3 separate regions of the Zea mays genome follow, and all the other regions are linked to region 3. Evidence: chromatin contacts called from public Hi-C data. All regions are on one chromosome and are shown on one strand. Each heading gives the region's core, a stretch centred on a gene start, on an enhancer-like site or on the middle of the called end of the contact. The rest is flanking DNA. Distances are from core to core; before and after follow the strand shown. Region 1 has its middle 36 kb from the start of LOC100274364. Region 2 holds the start of LOC100274364 (putative protein kinase superfamily protein). Region 3 holds the start of LOC100280613.

Region 1 (4,085 bases), core at 27-2,526, 170 kb before region 3:
AATCAGAGTTATAATGAATGATATATGAGTTTCCGAAGTTTTGTGTGCTTGGATAAGTTAAACATAGGCTAAACCAATTAAGTGTTTGATTTTGACAACATGTTACATAACAAAATAAGGTTACTAGATTGCAGTTAATATTTGTACGAACCTAATGCAACTGGAACGGGTTAAATCAGAGCTAAAATCATGAAGTTATGAATTTCCTAAGATTGGGACATTATTTTTGCACTAAAAATGATTTCTGCATTTAATTTCATTGAATTCTCGGTTGACTGGACTTTGGCCATGATTACAGGAAGGTTCAGGGGCTAAATCGCATGAAAAAGGACTTAGTTGTAATGCTTCTAAAACTCCCCTGGACGACGGGTTTATTTGCTAACTCATATGGGGCTCTTATGCAAACTAAACACAACGAAGGGGTATCAGCCGATCACAGCCATCCGATCGAAGCGCTACGCCCAGGTTAAAACCCCACCTAGAACTCACTCTAGCCATCGGATCACAAATCTATGGCCCACGGGGCGCACTCGCTTGCCCCAACCCCCAAACCGCACGATCCCAATCCGACCGCCTATATTCTATGAAGTGAAAGGGATACACCGGATCTGGTCTCCACCGCCCATCCCTCGATCAACGGCTATTGTACCCTTCCCCCAACCTGGTTGTCAACACAACAGCGTGGAAGCCACACCCCTGGCGGCGCAACCCGCTGGCATTGCCAATGCACCACCCAAGGACTCCCAACTGCTAATCCCGTAACTATTCGTAAATTACTGGGCAACGTGAACAACGGGGAGGAATCGTTACTGGAATTCGAGCCACACAGTGCCTGGTCCGCGAAGGGGGGTGGATTCGTGGTGGCGCCCAGCCTCCGACGAGGAATTGTCCGCAATCCGTTGCCTCCCGCACCCGATTGCTGATCGAAAAGCGTTCCCCGAGGCAAGGTGCACCACCCTGACCCGAACTCAGTCCTCAAAAGGCATCGTGATCGAGGTTCTATGGCAGCGCGTGTCTTCAACTCACACGACGGCGGTCACTCCTCTCCCTGTCTTTGGTGGCTATGGGTGAGAAGCTGATTATGCGGCACCCTCCCACATATATGGCCATGGCAAGGCGATTGAAACAGCCAGCTGGAGTCCGCCTGGTTCTCGAAGAGTTTGTTACAGGCGCACTCACCGTGGCAAGGAAGATCTACAGCAGCCATGGCTGATGGACACTGACAAGGGGGCCCATATGTTAGCACTTCATGATCACCATGGGCGCGCGCGATCACTGTCAGCGGGCCCTATCCATCAGTGCGCGTGTGACGGTGGACCGTGAGCTAGGTTAGGTATGGGCCTGGGGGGGGGGGGGTCGGCCCAGGTCCGATCCTCTTCTTTCCTTTTTCTTTTCTATTTTTTGTTTTGTATTTCTTTTCTAATTTCATTTTTCAGAATTCAAACTAACTTTAAATTTTGGTTTTGACTTCAGATTTAAAATGTTCAGTAGAAATGGCCAGGCGATTAGCTGTTGTGGTTCATGCCCTTAAAATATGACGTCATTATCTGCTGGGAAATATCTACCATATATATACAGATCATAAAAGTCTGAAGTATATTTTTTCCTAGTCAGAACTAAACATGAGGCAAAGAAGATGGCTTGAGCTGATTAAGGATTATAAATTAGAAATCCACTATCACCCAGGAAAGGCCAATGTGGTGGCAGATGCACTAAGTCGCAAGGCGTCCTGCCATTGTCTTACAGTGAGGACCCCTGACATCACATTATGTCAAGAAATGGAAAAGTTAAACCTGGAAATGATACAACATGGAACTTTGACTCAATTGAAGCTTGAGTCAGTTCTTCTGTAAAAGATTATTAATGCCTAAAGAAATGACAAGGGTATGAAACATATTCATGAGAAAATAGAAGCTGACAAAGCTAATTGCTTTATAAAGGATGATCAAGGCATAGTATGGTTTAATAATCGCATAGTTGTGCCTAAAGATACTGATGTCCGCCAACAAATTTTGGATGAAGCTCATCTTAGTCGATATTCCATTCATCCCGGAAGTACTAAGATGTATCAAGATTTAAAGCAGCACTATTGGTGGACAAAAATGAAAATTGAGATTGCACACTATGTGGCAAGATGTGACACATGTAGGCGTGTCAAGGCAATACATATGAAGGCAGCAGGACCACTGCAATCTTTACCTATCCCAGCCTGGAAATGGGAAGATATTAGCATGGATTTTATTGTGGGATTGCCCAAAACAGCTAAAGGTTTTGATTCTATCTGGGTTATCATTGATCGACTTACGAAGATCGCCCACTTTCTTCCCGTCAAAGTAAAGTATACAGTGGCCACATATGCGAAACTTTATACTGCTCGCATTCTCAGTTTGCACGGGGTTCCAAAAACAATTGTGTCGGATCGAGGACCACAATTTGTATCCAAATTTTGGGAAGAACTCCACAAATCTCTGGGTACTAAGTTGCTCCACAGTTCGGCGTATCATCCCCAAACAAGTGGACAGACTGAGAGAGTAAATCAAATACTTGAAGACATGTTGCGAGCATGTGTTCTAGAGTTTCCGCAGAAATGGGATGACTATCTGCCCTTAGCAGAATTTTTGTATAATAATAGTTATCAAGCAAGTATTAAGATGGCACCATTTGAAGCACTGTACGGACGACGGTGTCGGACACCCTTGAATTGGTCTGAACCAGGAGAAATGTGGTTTTTCAGGCCTGGCATGGTTAAAGAGATGGAGGAAAAGGTTCGACGAATCATACATAACTTGAAAGAGGCACAAGCTCGACAAAAAAGTTGCATAGACAAACGATGCCAACCCTTGTACTTTCAAGTCAAAGATTTTGTGTACCTGAAAGTATTGCCAATGAAGGGTGTGACCCGTTTCGGGGTAAAAGGAAAGCTTGCACCCCGATACATTGGTCTGTTTCCTATTCTTGAGCAATGTGGACCAGTGGCATACCGACTCCAACTACCTGAAACATTGTCTGCAGTGCACAATGTGTTTCATGTGTCCCAATTGAAGAAGTGTCTTTAGGTTCCAGATCGAACCATTGATGTGGGGGATGTTGTCTTAGAACCAGACTTGACCTATGCAGAACATCCTATTCGAGTCTTGGATCAGAAGGATAGGATCACCTGAAAAAGAACTCTTAAATTCTATAAGGTACAATGGAACCAACATACTAAAGATGAAGCTACTTGGGAGACTCAAGACTTCTTGGAAAAGAATTTTCCTGGGTTTTTAGCTTCATGTAACTTGTGAGATATGTACATTTGTTTGTAAAGACAGAATAGACCCCATACCACCCCCTGCTCTGTACGAAAATAAGGAAATAAAGATATGACGCGTTTCCTTTTCCACTACTCACCCTAGGACCTCAAATCTCGGGACAAGATTCTTTTATGGGGGGATGTAACACCTCTGGTGTTACAGTCATTAAAACTTGAGCATAACATCATGTGCATGGGCATATCATGTGTTTGATACACCTAGAGTGCATTCACTAGGGTAGAGTACTTAACCCTGAATTAGGGCTTATGGATGTAAGTGAAGCCCAAATAAGTTAAAACCTCAAAAGTCATGAGAAATATTTCTAAGGTATCACATTTGATGGACTTTGGTGGCACCAAAACCCTAATGTGCCCAAAACCCTAAAAACAAACCCTAGAAACCCTAAGGGGGTAATTGTAAATTTTGAGCACAATTGGACCCAAGTGCAAATACCAAAGTGATAGAACACCACAAGTCATGGTTTTTCACATTTGAGAATTTGCAAGTTAAATAGTGGAATTTGGACTTATTTGCAAAAGTACCCCATAAGCATCATAGGGCTAACTCTGAAATATAGTGTATTGAAGTCAATTTTGGAACTCTATATCTTTAAAGTCATAAGGAATTTGCCCTAAGCCAATACATTGAACTTGTAGACCTACTATAGGGGTACAAGTTCAATTGAGAAACCTAACCCTAAAGCCCTATTAAATCTGATGAAAAACACCCCCCAAAGCAGAGCTAGCAGAAATCTAACTTTTCAGATAGAGAACAGTGGTCTCAACATTTGTA
Region 2 (3,697 bases), core at 729-3,228, 140 kb before region 3:
TTAAGCATTGTCCTTACCCCAGTACCACACATGAAACTGAACGTAGGACGGTAGGAGTATATTTCGTATGTAGACCAAATGGCTAAAACCATCCAATATTTTCATAAACTGAAAATGCAGATAAAGCAACAAAGTTGTATCAATACAGCCGTACATGCTTAGTATTGGATGGTTTTTAATTTGTATAGCAAAGCACGGGCACATACCTATATATCTTTTAATGTATGTAAATCTTCTTAACCTTTAAAAGATACTAACAAAAAGGTATAACGATAATTAATGTTTCTGCATCTTAATATATTTTATTATTATATGTTGACTCCGTAGCAACGCACGGGCATACATCTAGTATAGATATATATACAATACCTTCTTTGAATATATCACAAACATTGTCATGATGGGACACAGGTTCGAACCCCCCGAGCTGCTTATTCACCCGAATTTAAGGATCATACGCGGGAGCACCATTTCGGATGACGAATGCATTGTGGGGGGGGGGGGGGAGGAGACACACGAAGATTATTCACATTATATATATATAGACATTAATTTAATAAGATATTTATTCAAATATAATTATATTTTTAAAATTTTCAAATATTAGTATATGCATATTCCAAATTTTATTTCTTTCTAAAAACAATCAAACACGTGTTACGGTGGTAAGTGTTAAATATTTAGAGTGTGTTTAATTAGAGAGTCAATTAGAATGGAGCGACTGCATTCCAGTTTTGGAGAGTAGAGCCATTTTATTCCGTGTTTGACAAATAGAATAGAGCCACACTATTTTTTGTTTGGTTGAAAAGTAGAACAGAGCGGAGTCGCTCCTCTCTATTTGGTTGGAAAGCCATATGAGTGTAGAGGGCAGCAGAGGGAGAAAATCGCTCGCGTCTTGTCATTTTTGTAGAGCGGGAGCATTATAACTATTTATAATAAATTTTTATAAGTAGATTTCAGAAGTCATTCTGCTCCTCTTTTATTGGAAACGGAACATTCAAAAAATATGAATGGAACCACCTCATTCTTCTTCGCTTGTCAACTAAACACACTATGCAGGGGTGTGGGTTCGAGGTTCAAACCCTCCACTATTTCTTTTGCGCGTGTGAAGCGCTCGGTTATTCTAACTTAAATATACTAGATATAGACCACGTTTGGTTTAGCTTTTGATGGCGCTTCTGGCCGCCAGAAGCTAGAAGCCCAATCAAACACCTAGCTTTTGGTTCAGCTTCTGGTGAACGCGCGGCGGCTCGCAGCGGCTTTAGCACACGCCACCAGAATCAGCCAGGAGGCCGTGCCATGGAGAAGTTGAACGACTTCTCGGCTTTAACCATATTTAATTTTCAGTGTTTTAGTGATGCAGCACACATATATAGCAAGTCAATATGTCGACTTTAATCAGCTTCAGGCCTTTTAATTAAGTCTACGAAATGACTACCTATTTTTTAGTTTCTAACCATCCACTTTTCTCCACAACCAAATTACCAAACACCTAGATTCTTATCAGTCGGCTTCTCTTCACAGCCAATTTCTTCCTACAGCCAACTTCTCAGAAAAGGTCATCAGAAAAAAAAAGCTAATCCAAAGAGGGCCATAGAGATACAGAGTGTGTTTGGTCGCAAGTGAAAGCAAGTCGTTGATGCAATCTCCGTTCTCCGGTGACATTGCCGTCCCCTCCAAATTTTCCCACTAGCCGTGCACGCCGGTTCTTGACTTACATGTCCATCATACCATTACCATCGAGTCAAGTCGTCTCTCCACGGTCGGCCGTCTGACTGGGACCCTGGGGGCTGGGGGCCGGCAACAGCAACAGGGCCCTCCCGCGAATCTGACCCGTCCATCCGGTCAAGAAACGCGTCAGAGCTGTCGATCCGTTCCACACGGCATTCCACAACTGACAATCCCCCGCGCCCGCGGCCCCGCCATTATTATTAAAGTTCTGCTTCAGTGCTTCCAGTCTTCCACCACCCACCCCCACAAAGAAGCCGCCCCCCGAGTTGACGGCCATGGCGTCAGCGGCGAACACCATGCCAGGCAAGTCTGTTGTCCTCCTCTCGCTCGTCACGCTTCTCGTCGTCCTCATCTCCGCCGCGGAGAGCTACGACGGCCGGTATGCCGTCTCGCACTCGGCCATGGCGCGCCGCTCCCGCCTGGGGACCCGGCACGCGCATCACCGCCGGACAACGGTGCCGCACCGGTACGTGCTCGCGGAGAAGAGCAGCGCGCCCAGCGGCGGCGGCCCCAAGAACCACAGTTCGCCGGCGAAGGCCAACGCCAGCTCGCCGGCGCCGGCGCCTCCGGCCGCCGAGCAGACTGGCCGGCACCACCGCAGCCACAAGAACCGGGTGCGCAACTGGATCATCGGCTTCGTGGTGGGGTCCCTCGCCGGCGTCATCTCCGGGATGGTGCTGTCGGTGCTGTTCAGGCTGGCGCTCAACTGCATCCGCGGGCGGTACCGGACGCGGTCCGGCGTGATGATCTTCACCCCGAAGCTGATCAGGCGGCCGGAGCACCTCGCGTTCCTGGAGAAGGAGGACGGGCTGGCGTCGCTGGCCGTGATCGGGCGCGGCGGGTGCGGGGAGGTGTACAAGGCGCAGCTGCCCGTGGAGCGGGAGGGGGAGCAGCCGCGCTTCATCGCCATCAAGAAGGTCAAGAAGCACGGCGGCGACGCGCCCAGCAACAACCTGAGCGATGAGGAGAGCCGGCAGCTGGACAAGAGGTCCCGGCAGATCCAGTCGGAGATCCGGACGGTGGGGTACATCCGGCACCGCAACCTGCTGTCGCTGGCGGCGCACGTGCCGCGCCCGGACTGCCACTACCTGGTGTACGAGTACATGAAGAACGGCAGCCTGCACCAGGCGCTGAAAGCCGAGAACGCCGAGGCCGAGGACGGCAGCAGCGGCAGCGGCACCGGCGCCGGCGGGCTGTCGTGGCCCGCGCGGCTCCGCGTGGCGGTGGGCGTGGCGGCGGGTCTGGAGTACCTCCACGTCTCCCACCAGCCGCAGATCATCCACCGCGACCTCAAGCCCGCCAACATCCTGCTGGACGACGACCTGGAGGCCCGCATCGCGGACTTCGGGCTGGCCAAGGCGATGCCGGACTCGCACACGCACGTCACCGCGTCCAACGTGGCCGGCACGCTGGGCTACATCGCGCCGGAGTACTACCAGACGGTCAAGTTCACGGCCAAGTGCGACGTGTACAGCTTCGGGGTCATCCTGGCGGTGCTGGCCACGGGGAAGGAGCCGTCCGACCAGTTCTTCACGCAGACGGAGGAGGTGGTCGGCCTCGTCAAGTGGCTGCGCCGCGTCATGGAGGCCGGGGAGCACGCGCAGGCCATAGACCCCGCCATCGCCGGCGCCGGCTACGACGAGCAGATCCTGCTGCTGCTGCGCATCGCCTTGTTCTGCACCAAGGACGACCCCAAGGAGCGGCCCACTGCCAAGGACGTCCGCTGCATGCTGTCGCAGATCAAGACCTAGCCAGCTAAATCAATCACCACTAGCTATAAACTAATTACGAGCTCCTTCTGTGCTTGTGGAGTCGGCCGCGCACGCGCTCGAATAGGACGTGCATGATACATCATCGCATCTCCTGCCTTTCCCTTTGCTTGCGAGATGCGCGAGCTTTGGCATGGTCTATGGCTTATCCTGAAATATCAGTATGATTCATGTGTTCCTTTGTACAGTATCTTTGC
Region 3 (4,015 bases), core at 505-3,004:
AAACTTGTGCCCAAGCAATTTCTATGGTATGCAAGATGTTGGGGTTGTGGTTCCACTAAATATGCAGGTGTCCTAATGAGGGGCAAATGCAGCTATTAATGAATATTCCATCATGTGCAGGAGTCTTCATGCGGAGAATGATGGTACAGACAAAAAAAATCAGAAAACAGGAGTATATACTTGCAGTAATCATGAATTACGTATTCTGATTACATAGCATGCCAGCATGGGACAATATTAGTGGCTCAACATTCATTAGCACCAAAGACATATTATGTAACATAGTTATTGACCTGTGAGTTGTGATCTCTTGACAACTAAGTTGAATTAGAACATATATTCCTTATAAACAAAAAATCAGAACATATATTCTAGAGATCAAACTAGCATCAAGAAAAGAGTTGGCATGTCAAGTTGTTAACAGTTTCCAAAAAAAAAATTCATGACAGCTTTCATGGGAAGATTCAGCTGCCATGCTGATATTCCCAGGCATGATTCAACCGATAGCCCCTTAAAAACAGGAATTAGGTACACCACCCTTTATATGAAGGATAGGCTGCAGAGTCATTATTTCTGTTCCTAACAGATAAATTGGTCGGTTAACTACAATACAAAAAAAAGGGATGTGATCTATCAGTGTCTTCCTAAAATGAAAAACCATGGTTCCATTATCAAACCAATAATCAAGTTCCACAATGTTCTTAGCAGTAACCAACAAGCATGCTATTCAGAAAAAAAGAACACCAAGTCTCCAATGAACGCTTTAGTGAGTAAAGTAGTTTTCTAAGTGTACTGGTAAGGGAACGGGCCTCTTTGAGTGACCATTGGCCTGCATACGTGCATAATCCCGCATGTATATTCATGAGCGTTTCTCCGTAGTCGTCCATCTCCGTCCATTTGGCTTTCAGACTTGCCATAGCTTTAACAACAGAATAACAATCTAATGTTGGATCAATAAAACTACAGCCCATGGCCATGGCCATAGCCACAAGCCCACGAGTAGCAGACAAAAGATTTGAACGAAACCACTTAGGCTATGTTTCCGTTTCAGCGTCTTCACGGCAACAGCTATAGGCTGGGCTGCTAATTCTAATTGACTGCGTTGTAGTTGCAGTGAACATGGAATCCGTTATGAAACTCCCTGACCGAATGCAGAGCAAAGGCGTGGACTCCGCTGACAATCACAGGCCCCGATACAAAAACGCCAACCTACCCGACCCGGTACACATAGTTCTCCCGAGACTTTAGGATACACGAATCAATCAAGCAATCTTGTGAACGCAGCTCAACCACACGAGAAAGAAGCATCCCACTAGTTTTCCTAGACCTATCATATCGAGCGCATACGTCCTCGAGGAGAAAGAATACTCGGCCAGCCCACCCGGCTTTGATGCCAACCAACAGGAGAAACAGATCCCCGCCGCTCGAAACTAGCCGGACCGAGCTTTCAACACAAGACGAGCTCACTTCGACCAAGGACAACGAGCACCGATTCCACAGGCTAACATCGCCGGGTGTGGGCGGAATATAGATTACAAAAAGAAAAAAGAAAGAAAGAAACGCCAGCCAGAGGCAGCGCAGAGCCTTGCACGTACCGCCATGGGTGGATTGCGCAGAGCAGGGGTCCCGATCCGGGGGGAGGGGTGCTCGGGCTGCGCTGGGTAGAGAGCCTCCTCCCCTTTCTCTGTGCGGTTGCGGGTGGGAGGGGACGAAGAGGAGGAAAAGTCAGGCACAGGCACAGCGGAGATAAGAGCAGAGGAGACGAATCGCTGTGGAGAATTGAAAAAGAAAAGGAAAGCTGGTGACGGAGAACTTGGCAACTTGTACTGAGTCGAGTGGTGGGAGGGGGAGTGCTGCGCCTAAAAATCGATTGTACCCGGCGGTTATCGAGGGGCCCGGGAAGCGTGATGTGAGCCGCGCCGCCGGTGGGGGCCAGTTGGTCAGACGTAGCGTGTGGGTGGGGGCAGGAGAAGAGGCAGGCAGCCGGCGGGGTTTTGACCGGTGCGGCGGCGGCGGCGGTGGCGAGGGGGCCGCACGTCGGTGGTGAGCCCGGTGGAGGAGCGCTTCGCTGGCGCTCGGAATCTCTAGACTGGATCGTAGCCTTTGTTTTACTTCCTACTGCTTGGGTGGGTGTGGGTCCCCGTGGCGTAATTCTTCTCTGCTTGAAATCAAAAAGAGATTTGTTGGAACTTTTGGCCCAAATTCGTCCCGTGGCGTAGCTCTAGAACTGGATCCGAGCTGGCGGGCGATGCGTCGAATGTCAACTGCGTAGGAATTATTATTATTATTTATTATTGTTAATTAGTTTATTGCCAATATGGTATGACAGCTGGGCATGTCATCGTGTGCCTAATACAGCGTCTGGAACCGGACAGAGCTCCGCCGCTGGACCAGGAAGCAAGATATAAAATACTGCGTGCGTTCAGACCTGACACTGGCCTCGGCGCTGTTTCGGCTTTTTACAGATTTTAACCACCAAAAAAGATGTTGGGGACGGCCAAACGATTAGTTTTCCGGTCAGCCAAACGATTAGTTTTTCAATTTGTTAAATATCATTCAAAATCAAAATAAATATATAATTCGTTAAGTTTGTTGAAATAGTAGGAATCTTTTACATTTTAGATTATGAATCCTATAGATAATTTTATCTTTCTCCGCACGTAATCTCAACGATACTTAGGCTGTTTGGTTTGAGAAATGATCTAGTACATCGTCTTCTCACTTCTCACTTTTTTGTTTGGTTTGTCGAATGGATTGAGTTGATCCACCATCACCTAATTCCTTATAGTTATTTAGTTAGTACTAATAAGAGGAATGAGGTCGTCCCACCAAATTTGAGTAATGGACCCATGATACACCATCATATTTTGGATAAAGTGATTCCTCAAACCAAATACCCCTTAGATTATCTCTACAACCATATTCTTTCCATAGTTAAATTGTTAGAAAATTTGATGAGAAAAAAGTTGAACCACCACACCAGTGCCGGCCGTGGAGTCAAGTAAACGGAACGGCACATCATATCATGTGGTGATAGAGATGATAATAAACTCTAGATTTTACACTACAAACTTTAAAAATCAAATCGGATTAGAATCAGATCCTATTACTATTTATTATTTAAAACTAAAATTATTTAAGATCCTAACTTTTTTTAAATGACATTTGGATGTTGATCCATTAACACCCTGCGGAGTGAGCGAACTGTGTAGCCTAGCACGCACGAGTAATTGCAAATTTGCCCTCCTGCTGACTGTTGGCAGTCTTGACGCGGACGCGGACTGCTCTCCCCCGCGCCTTTTTTTTTCTCCGCCATGAACTCCATACAGATCTCGGACACAACTCATTCATTATTGCCTTTTAAAGTTATAACTTGTCCATGCGTACGGATCAAACCCAAGAGGAAGAAGACGCTGGGAGAAAAATAATATTGGCTGCTGAATCTGCTGAAGGAACCACTTTGCAGGAGTTGGGTGTCGACATGGGAACCGTATGCGGAGTTGGCCTGCCAGATGCCCGGCTCCATGTATTTCTCGAAGCCGACCACTAGCATTTCAGCAGAGGGTTTTGTCTCCCATTTTCGATCCTTGTATTTAGCGGTGGAGCATGCTGAGACTAGCTCCAACAAGGAGCTCTAAAGGGTCATGTACCCTAAATTTAGAGGACGAGGACGTCCTCTACTCCCTCCAGCAACGTCCTCTAAACGGTCCTCTAAATTTAGAGAACGCTGCTGGATCCTCTATATGTAGAGTTTCTCTAAACGGTTCTCTATCTATTTGAATACTTTAAACAACCGGTTTAATAAAACTAAAATATGTACAATACATTTGAGAGTATGACAAATACGTATGTATAAAAATTAAAAAATTAAAAATGTCTTTAATATAGGTATTTACATATAGAGGACGTGATTTAGAGAACGTTGTTGGAGAGAAAATAGATATAGGAGATGGAATCTTTTAGAGAAGACTGTAAAGGACGGATGTATATAGAGGACGTTGCTGGAGACAGTCTG

Evidence for each region. A called contact is a pair of places that touch in the nucleus more often than the background predicts.
Region 1: a Hi-C map of leaf shows a contact between it and region 3, with 7 times the contacts expected there. The contact joins the enhancer-like site here to the promoter of LOC100280613 in region 3. A contact is called at or near these places in 4 of 25 Hi-C or Micro-C datasets (bundle sheath, endosperm, leaf and 1 more).
Region 2: a Hi-C map of leaf shows a contact between it and region 3, with 6 times the contacts expected there. The contact joins the promoter of LOC100274364 here to the promoter of LOC100280613 in region 3. A contact is called at or near these places in 4 of 25 Hi-C or Micro-C datasets (bundle sheath, ear, leaf and 1 more).

The regions. Positions count from the first base shown.
Region 1 is chr9:41,001,577-41,005,661 of Zm-B73-REFERENCE-NAM-5.0, reverse strand. No RefSeq gene overlaps it. Among protein-coding and RNA genes, the nearest start is that of LOC100274364, 36 kb to the right of the region's middle. Within about 2 kb of position 1,276, at least 19 of the 20 cell types and tissues checked have an H3K27ac peak or open chromatin away from gene starts, as enhancers often do. A contact at or near this core is called in bundle sheath, endosperm, leaf and 1 more, where this site is marked.
Region 2 is chr9:40,965,508-40,969,204 of Zm-B73-REFERENCE-NAM-5.0, reverse strand. It overlaps LOC100274364 (putative protein kinase superfamily protein), which reads left to right and starts at 1,978. Exons shown (of 1, transcript NM_001148724.1): 1 at 1,978-3,686. The coding sequence starts at 2,007. The coding sequence ends at 3,482.
Region 3 is chr9:40,828,467-40,832,481 of Zm-B73-REFERENCE-NAM-5.0, reverse strand. It overlaps LOC100280613, which reads right to left and starts at 1,754. Exons shown (of 3, transcript NM_001153531.1): 1 at 1,596-1,754. The coding sequence starts at 1,601.